Linked DNA regions of Sus scrofa: region 1 is linked to region 2. Evidence: chromatin contacts called from public Hi-C data. All regions are on one chromosome and are shown on one strand. Each heading gives the region's core, a stretch centred on a gene start, on an enhancer-like site or on the middle of the called end of the contact. The rest is flanking DNA. Distances are from core to core; before and after follow the strand shown.

Evidence for each region. Hi-C and Micro-C count contacts between places; a contact is called where the count stands out from the background.
Region 1: a contact with region 2 is called in a Hi-C map of liver, with 2.9 times the contacts expected there. The contact joins two enhancer-like sites. A contact is called at or near these places in 3 of 47 Hi-C or Micro-C datasets (liver and skeletal muscle).

Annotation. Positions count from the first base shown.
Region 1 is chr7:103,260,303-103,265,488 of Sscrofa11.1, reverse strand. No RefSeq gene overlaps it. Among named protein-coding and RNA genes, the nearest start is that of DIO2, 150 kb to the right of the region's middle. Within about 2 kb of position 2,493, at least 5 of the 83 cell types and tissues checked have an H3K27ac peak or open chromatin away from gene starts, as enhancers often do. A contact at or near this core is called in liver, where this site is marked.
Region 2 is chr7:103,036,771-103,041,447 of Sscrofa11.1, reverse strand. No RefSeq gene overlaps it. Among named protein-coding and RNA genes, the nearest start is that of DIO2, 72 kb to the left of the region's middle. Within about 2 kb of position 1,402, at least 5 of the 83 cell types and tissues checked have an H3K27ac peak or open chromatin away from gene starts, as enhancers often do. A contact at or near this core is called in liver, where this site is marked.

The sequences.
Region 1 (5,186 bases), core at 1,244-3,743, 220 kb before region 2:
GACCTGTCCATAGTGGCCTGGGGAGTTGGCGGTGGGGGGGACATGCCAGCACTTTGAGAATCCTGGCTCTATCCCCACCCGTGGGAAAACCTTGCATGTGATCAGAGCTACAATTATAATGGGTCTTGACAAAGTAATTGAGAGAGGCAGCCGCTTTTGCAATGTTCAGGACTAATTCAATGGATTTTCTTCCCTTTCTTCAGCAGCATTCGGCAGCTTCTTTGGTGACCAGCTACATCGTTTGGCAGCAGGCTCAAGTGCTCAAAACAGCACAGAGCAAGGAGCATGCTGAACAGTGATGTTCCAGTTTAAAAAGACAGAGCTGCAAACAAAGGTAGGCTTTTATTTTGGATAATATCCTTTCAACTGCACAAAATCTCGTGTCCGACCACATGCCATTCACTGCTGCCATGCTCACACAGTGCTGGGCGTGTGTCCTCACTCTCTTATTCTTGAATCCTGGGGGTTAGGGGGATTTGATGGCAGCATTTTGTCCTAAGTTTCCTATTTCTTTAATTCACTCCTTGTTCCATTTGCCTTTTTGCTTCGCTTTACCGCTTTTAGCATCTATCCCCTCCTTCTATGTTTTATTAAGATGATTATTTTGGGCAGATGGTTTGGCTCCCTGAACATCGTATTCAGTGTTTTCTTTTCATGAGAGAAAACTTTTAAGATTTCAGCCTTCACATGGAGTACCGAATACACCTCTCTCTGCCTTCCCACTGGCTCAGGGAAAGTAGCTGCCTACAAAGTATGGTGATGCTTCTTCTTCAGGCACTTGTCATGATTAATTGCTCTACATCTCTGATTAATTGATTGATTGATTGATTGAAACCTGTCTTCCTCACTGAACATAGGCCACTATAAGGACAATGGCTACCTGTTTTGACCACTGTTGGGTCTCTAATGCCTTTCATAGTAGTTGACATACAGCAGATTTGCAGAATATTTATTGTGGAGCAGGAATGACTATATATCAGATGTACTGGTTGAGACATTGGAAAGTCCTTAGTTGGTCTGAACTGTTTCAGAAATGGTACTCTGCTTTGGGAAGAATTGTGCAGAGAGACCTAGGATTTATTCATGAGTTTTTTCTTCGGTTGGTTGTTTTAACTTATTTTGAGACATTCAGGTGATGATAATAATTGGGTGGAAGTACACAAACAAAAATGTATCTCAATAGGGAGAAATATTAATTATGATGACTTCTATAAACCTTCTATTTTAGAATCTAGTTATTGGAATGTACAGACTGTTAGAGCTTTATATTCAGTTTCTTAAAACTTTGCAAATACAGTCTATATCAGTTTTTCTCGGGTTGCCATAACAAAGTATTGCAAACTGGGTGACTTAAATAGCGGAAATGGATAGAGCTGAGAAGTCTAAGATCAACGTGTCCACATGGTTGGTTCCTTCAGAGGGCTGTGAGGGAGAAATCTCTTCCATGCTCTCTCCGAGCTTTTGGTGGCTCCTGACAATCTTTGACATTCCTTGGCTTGTAGAAGCATCACCCTGATCTCTGTCTTCATATTCACATGGTGTTCTCCTCGTGTATATGACACTAGTCATTTTGGATTGGGGCCCATCCCACTCCAGTATGACCTCATCTGAGCTAATTATGTCTGTTAAACATCCATGTTCTAAACAAGATCACTTTCTGAGATACTGGATGTTAGAACTTGAACAAATGAATTTCGGGTGGACACAATTCAGCCGTAACATAATCCAATAAGATACAACTATTGAACAAAGATTCATCTGCTCAGCCAGAATCTTTGCTCCCAGAAGCACCTCCCCATGCTCCCTGCCACCTCCTTTCAGTGGCAGGGCTCTGACCTTTTCCAATGCAGGGTCAGAATAATCTTGGCTTGGCAATTAATGCTGATTTAACTAGTTGAACCTGTTTTGGAGAGCCAGCCAGCAGATGGGTTGCCAGCTGGCACCCCTCTCTGTACCACTACATTGGTAGTTAGAGACAATGCCTGAGACAGTATGAGAAGTTTTCTGATGTCTACAGAAAGTGCAAAACCTCCTTTCCTCCTCACTGTCACTTGGGAAGCAATCCCCTCTGCTGCCCTAGGGGTGTGAAGAAGGCAAGAGAAGTTTCTAGAGCAGTCTCTGGTATTGGCTATTGAGAACCCTGACATCTGTTCATTAACAGCATTGATCGGTTCTGACAGAAGCATTCCTATGCAGGAAAAAAAACAAAACAAAACAAAAAAAAAAACACAACACTAGGATGATGAAATACACTGTAACCATTGGGCACAAATATTTTACTTCACCATAGTAAAGGAGGGAGGTAATGTTTGACTTCTGGCTGAATGTCCATGAGAAAGACCAATATTTAATCTTGTCTCTGGCTGTTACATCACTCGTTGTAGCTTCCAGGTGCTTAAAAAAGGAACTGGCAGAGACACAAGGGCTTCCCAAATCGTTAAATTCACAGCGAGTTAGTTGTCCCTGTTGAATCAGCCTGTGCTCTAGGGTACGTCCCTCAGCAGTGCAGTCATAGTCCTTGTTCCAGGCTGAACTAGAGAGAGAGGCAGCCGAGCACTGTTACAGCCAGGGCCCAGCACCAGGGCAAATGGTTTGTCCCACAGTGAATTAGTGGCAGGGGTAAAACTTAAATGTGGACCCCTTGCCAAATGGGCCAAAATGCTCTTTAATGAAAAGTATCATTTTGTGAAGAAAATGAGAAAAGAAGGTCAGGGATAAAACGAAATGGGAAACAAAAAAATTTTGCAGGTAATGAGTGAATGTCAGTGACAAGCCTGAAAAAAAGTTACCAAATGTGTTCTTGCATCTGGTCCTAACTACCTATGTGATCCCAAACAAGTTTCCTCATCACATGGGGCCTTATTTTTTCTCACCTGGTAGTGGGGATAATGGCATAGCTCGTTTCTCAGGAAGTTTTGGTATGCAAATTCCATAATATTGTCATTTTGAACCAATCTAGAGTCTAGATTCCCTATGTCTTTACTTTGCTGGGTCTGACTCCATGGTCTTCATGTTTGTTTGTTTGTTTTATTTAAAAAAACATTAAACATTTTTTTGGCCACGCCTGTGGCATGTGGAAGTTCCCAGGCCAGGGATCCAACCTGTACCACAGCAGTGACCAAAGCTGCTGCAATGACAATGCAGGATCCTTAACCCACTGTGCTACAAGTAAATTCCATTTTTATATATTTAGTTTAAACCTCCATCTAATTGGTTCTTGTCCTTTTATGTATAATATTTTAATGTTTCCTTCACTTCCATGGTTCTAGGGTGTTAGTGCCACAAAGCATACCCTATGCAAGATGGGCTTCAAACCATATTTTGTGAATTTAAATCCACAGCACAGGTATTTCATGGCATTTAAAACTAGAGTAAGAGCCTTACCCAGTAACTGACTAGTTTTATCAAGGCTGTTTGGACTAGCAATCAGTGTGGCAGGAATTTAGCTCAAGGGAGAACTTACTTCCACCCCTAAGTCCTGTTTGAAGTTCTAATAAGCAGCATCCATAATGCTCTTGTGTTGGTACTACTTTGTGATGCTGAGTTAATCGATCCTATTGTGATGGTGGAAGCCATGCTGGATAGTGGTCAGGCTTCTGCAAGGGCAGCAGTTGTTTTAAAATACTACTTCCAGGAGTTCCTGTCATGGCTCAGTGGTTAACAAACCTGACTAGTATCCATGAGGACACAGGTTTGATCCCTGGCCTTGCTCAGCGGGTTAAGGATCCGGTGTTGCTATGAGCTGTGATGTAGGTTGTAGACATGGCTCAGATCCTGCGTTTCTGTGGCTGTGGTGTAGGCTGGCAGCTAGAGCTCCTATTCGACCCCTAGCCTGGGAATTTCCATATGCTGAGGGTGTGGTACTAAAAGGGAAAAAGACAGAAAATACTACTTCCATTTCCTACAACAGTATGACCCTAGGTTAGTTATTTAATGTTCCAAAATCTCAGTTTCCTTACCTGCAGCCTGTGATGGATCTCAGAACTATTTCAATTTCTTTTTGCATGTGAGGATTAAATGAGATAATAGATGTAAAGTGCTCAGTAGAGGGGCACACAATAAGTGCTTAAGTATTAAGTAATCGTCATTATTATACTTGTTAATGATGTCCTCCCTTTTGGGGAAGCCAACTCAAATAATAGATTCAGAACCTAGTGACTCTGCATCACTGTGGAACACTTTTCTTCTTAATCTGTGACTGATCACAAAGTTCCAAGCATACAAGAACCTAACATCATCCTATAGATCCAGATCTGAAGATAAAGCCAGCCTCCCTGAGGTAATGCATGGGTGTGGTGGTGCTGCTGTCTTAGGAGCACCCTGTCCATTACAAGTCTGAACAATGTGATTCTTGCTCTGGGCAGAAAACACACAGCAAGGAAATGCCTGTTTTGTAAGAAGACAATTCAGACTTGTTTTTCAAGGTCTTCCATAATCCCATACTTCTCAGCTGCCACCTCAGCAGCAAGAATTATTGAGCATGGCACCCAGATATCATGAGAAAATCAAAATGAAAAAGAAAAGGCAGTTTGCAACCACAAGGTAAGTAATGAGAAACGTGGTAAGAAAAGGACACAAGATTTAGTTAAAAATGTGAATGAATCTAAGCCTATACCCCTAAGATGTGGAGATATGGAAATGACTTTAAAAGGCTTCCCCATTTGAGTAAATGTCTTGCCCCTCTTGACCACCACCTAGTAGGTCAATCCATGTCTTCTTAAGCATCCCACCTGCTCTCTTTAGGGACCAGCTGGGTATAACTTTGTAGAGACAATAGTAAGGAGTAAAAATGCCTCGTTTGTTTTTCTTTATTCTGACCTTAGTTTGGGTTTAGCTCCCTTGTTTGACATTTCTCAACTGTGGATGTAAAGTAAGGACAGTGTATAAATGAACACCGTGATTGTACCCCCTTGCAGGGATTCCATTCGGTAATGCATATAACTTGAATAGCATGATGTCTGGTATATAACTAACACTAATGTAACCAATTGAAGGTTCAATTCAGTTTATTATGATTATTGATCAGGATGGTATGACTCCAACATTCTAATCTTGAACAGTTGGCTTTCTCTGTACTTGCATTGTCTCCTTTGCATGCAAATGAGGAATCCTGAAACATTTGTCTCATGACATTGTTGAGAGAACTGAATGACTTGATACAGGTAATGCTCATAGAAGAGTATCCA
Region 2 (4,677 bases), core at 153-2,652:
ACCATCTCCTGGGAACGAGGCAGAGCTCTTTTGTGTGTGTGTGTATGTTTAGGGCTGAACTTGTGGCATATGGAAGTTCCCAGGCTAGGGATCAAATCAGAGTTACAGCTGCTGGCCTGCGCCACAGCCACAGCAACACAGCATCTGAGCTGCATCTGCAACCTACCCCACAGCTCATGGCAAAACCGGGTCCTTAACCCCTTGAGCAAGGCCAGGGATCAAAGTCACATCCTCATGGACCCTAATTGGGTTGGTTTCCGCTGAACCACAAGGGGAACTCCTCAGAGCTTTTTTTAACATTAACCAGGAGTTCCCACATGTCTCAGCAGAAATGAATCTGACTAGCATCCATGAGAATGCAGGTTGGATCCCTGGCCTCTCTCAGTGAGTTAAGGATCTGATGTCGTTGTGAGCTGTGGTGTAGATCACAGGTGTGGCTTGGATCTGGCATTGCTGTGGCTGTGGCATAGGCTGGCAGCTATAGCTCCAATTTGACTCCTAGATTGGGAACCTCCATATGCCACATATGTGGCCCTAAAAAGACAACAAACAAACAAACAAACAAACAAAATAAACAAGTAGTCCATGATAGTTCATGTCTATTTGAGAGCCTATATGACACCTGCTAGCTTTCTTAGCAGAGTCACTTTCATTTATTACTTTGCTCTTTCCACTTGAGAATTCCTGGAGTTTCTTTTAGGAATTAAGAGGAATTTGCTGAAATTCAGTTTTGGTTTCATTCCCAAGCCTGTATGTCTTCCTAGCAGTGATTCAGCCAGATCCCTTCCCTGGAATTCCAGCATGAGGTGGGATGGGAGGGTGGCACTCGTCGTCAGTTGTTCTTAAGTGCCTTTGGAACAGGAGTAGTCCAAGATACCACACCACTCTCCCCCAGACCCTCATTTTCCTCCCAGCAATATAACACCCCATGCTTTAGCTTACTTAGAATTGCATTATTTTCCCCAGATAAGTGTATGGGCAGTGGGGTGGCTGGAGAAGAGGCTTCAGAGCACTGAAAACTCCAGCCTCCAGGCCCCAGCTTTACCTCTTCACTCTCCTGCCTCACAATAAAGATGCCGGGGTTTGAACACCAGCCCAGCCACTTATTGCTCTGATACCCCTAACACTACCTTCCTTATCTCCTCTGTAAAAATGAAATTTGAAATGTGCCTTGTGTATAGGAGGTAGCTGTTACTGTTAGCAGACATCAAGGAAGAACCAGGCATTGTGGCTATGCTCTGTGAAGGTGTGGGTTTCATGTTTTCTATCAGCTGAAGTGCTGTTGAGAAGTGAGAATTTGCTGAAAAAAGGTTAACAGAGGACAGAGCTCTCTTACCTTTGCCCATTCCTTGCTACGGTTTAGATTTGAACAGGCCCTGTGATTTGTCAGCACCAACCCTTATGCTCCTGGTGTTTACCTTGAAAGTCCCCAGTCAGGCAATCTGGTGATTACTGCCCAGTGAGGAGAGAGTGTGTTATAAGGGATCAGGAAAGGTGAAGGCCAAAGTAGCATTTTACTAAAATGATTAGGGGAGAAAAAAAAAAAAAAAAAAAACAAAGTCCATACCATGTTCCCAAAAACTCTCACCTAAAAAAAACATGACTTGGTTCTGGGAGTTAAAACATGTAGTGGGTCAAAAGTCCGTTGTTGCAGCCACAGGGCAAAAATCAGCCTTGATAATAATGTTCATGAAACTGTGACATGGCAGTGCCCCTGAGGAACCTGATTAGAGTTGCAGTGAAGAACCAGCTCTCCCATGAGGACAACTTCTGGCCTGTGTGCACACTAAGGAAGTTTGGAAAGACTTCTAATCTTGAGTGAGCTTAGCAACTTAGCCATCCCCTGTGATAAAAACAATAACCCCAGGGAGAATACTAATGTCAAACTTAACTACTCTCCCCACAACTCAGCCACAAGAGAATCATCATTTATATTTTGGATATTTGCATTTCGTATAATAATTTTAGCTTAGGAAAACTAATCTATGATCCTGGGGAGAGTCGTTGTGGGTTTTTTTGTTTTGTTTTCTTTTGTTTTTGTAACTTGTTCTAGCAATGGTAGAATACTTTGACTAAATAGTATGCATTTAGGCTTCCCTAGGATATTCTGTATTCTCCCAAGATATTCTCTTGTTTAGTTGTTACCTTAACCACTGTCGTGGCAAGAGAGGGTGATGTTTAGAACCACAATAACAATGGGAGACTGGAGTGTCGAGAGAAGAGTGACTCTCTCTGTTGAGGAGTGCTCTGAAATGCACTGCTGGCTTTCTGATTCTTAAGTAAGGGCTACACACTCTGATTATAAAGCAGAGATGTAATTTTCCAACTACTGCTTGGTGAAGCTGAAATCGTATAGTCTTTCCACAGCACTGTAAAGGAGAATCTGGATCAACTGAAATGATCCCAGTTTTGAAATGTAGTTACGAAGCCGCTTCCCCTATACTCAGAACCCATAGGCCAAGTTGCATATTTCTCAAGCTCTCTAATACGTCCTTCTTTATGTGGTTTTTCACTCATCAGTTAGCATCTACTTGGGAAGAAGACAAGACAAGCCGAGCAAAGGAAGTCACATGGCAGAAGAGGATGTCACAACCAGGAACATTGCCTCTCTATGTTCTACTTCAAGGGTTTCTTTTGCTTGTTGTTGGCTTCGCTTTCACTCCCAGAGAGAGCCCTTCAGAGCTGCATCACATACCACTTTCAACTGTGGTTTCATGTAGAGGATGACCTGTCAAAACCAGTGGAGGAAATGCAAGTGAAATGGAGCAGACTCTGGAAACTGCCAGGAGAGCAGAGGCTGCGCTTTATTACATGACCAGATTCTGACAAGGAAAAACCAGAAGGCCAGGAATCCAAGCTGCCATGGTGACTTGGCAGCTAGACCTCAGGCCGTGAGGCAAGACACTAAAGTGCGGGCAGACAGCGTTTCACCAGAGCGCCAGGCCAGTTGAATCATACTGAAATATGAGATGGGAAAGACAAAACCAGGTCAGCAGCTCCATTTACCAGGGGCCAGAGAAAGACCACAGTATTCCTTGAGATTTCTTCTCCAATGATACACAAGGCAGGACAGCATCTAAAGGGCCTAAAGGGTTTCAGTAATTCTTAGAGGGGATAGTCACAGCCCATCAGAATGAAAGCATTATGGGACATTCAGGAGCCAGTTTCCCAGGTCATTTGAACCTCTTGACCTCTCTGTCCTTAAATCATGACCAGTGGCTTGCCCTTTTTCCTTAGTGTTTGCACCTTCCAAATATTTACTCTCCTTTATTCTCAGGCATTCTCACATCCTGGATCAAGCCATTAATGAGGGAACTGTTGTTCGCTGAAATGTGTTTCTGTGTTAGATACTGAGCAGCGACATAGAAGTTAGGGGACATAGGTTCTCCCCACAGGGACTTTTCAACGTGCTCTGGTCGGTATACATTATTGCTGTCACTATTACAGGATAAGGTAGTTGAGAATAAATACTGAATAAGAGGATATGATGGTAAAGTTAAAGGAGCTCAGATTACTGAACAGATTAGACAGAGTAAATCACTGTTGACTCATTCATGTGCAATAGCGCTTTCTTTAACTCATTGACCTGACCATATTTCAAGTGAGTGTACAAATATAGAATGATTTTAACTCTTCCTCCTTCTTAGGATATCATATGAAATGGAAGAGGAAAACCATCAATTAAGTGGTTATTTCGTGAACATCAACCCTAACTACTTAGTTTCTTTGGGGTAGGAAGTGTGGGAGATAGTGAGCAGAAAGATGAAGTCAACTCAACTGACCAAACATAAGAGGTCTTTGGCCTATAAATGATGCTTTGCCTTATAACTATTATTGAAACTACCTTATTTATTAAGCTTTACATTCTTTGCTTTCTGGAATAGTATCTTGCTCAATTATCACACTGCATCTAGTACATTGCTTTCCTTGTAGAGGCTAATCTACAAATCACTGAGACTCTGAGGATATGGCTCCCCTTCCTGAATGCTTCTCCCAACACCATTGCTCCCTTATTCTTGATACTTTTGCTATAATAACTCATGTCTTTCAGCAGCTTAGACATCACCTCCTCTGGAAGGCTCACCGGATCCTCCCTCGAGATATTTTAGCTAGATGATCCTCTTCTGGCTTCCCACAATATCCTCTCATCTTCCTTATCAAGACACTTACATCACTGAATTATGTTTTCCCCCACTGCGCTGTAAACATGAGGGCAGGAATAGGGTCTCGAGGTCACATGCTCCAAACAATGCCTGGCCCAGAGTGGAAACTCAATAAATAATCACTGTTTTAATGAATGAATGCATGAAAGAGTGAACGAATAAAAGAAGGTGTCCCGGAGGCATGGAAGCTACTGTTTGGCTGTGTTTTGAGCCCCTTTCCTATCCCCCCAGCTGGCCCCCTTCTTTTGGCAATGGAGTTCCTCTCATCTACATCCACCTGGGAGGTCTCATTTGAGTGATTTGCAAGGAAGAGATGCAATCATCAGGATGTTTATTGGACCATCCTCTCCCACTGTTCTGGCTGTTACTTCTTAGAAGTGGAAGACTGGGCAGGTTACGACTCACCACAGTTTTCCCACTGTGACTCTCTTTCATTTCAAGCCAATTGACAAATGTGCATTGACTTTTCTCAGTGCATGTTCACTGTTACACTTGGCTTAACAAAAATCTTTCA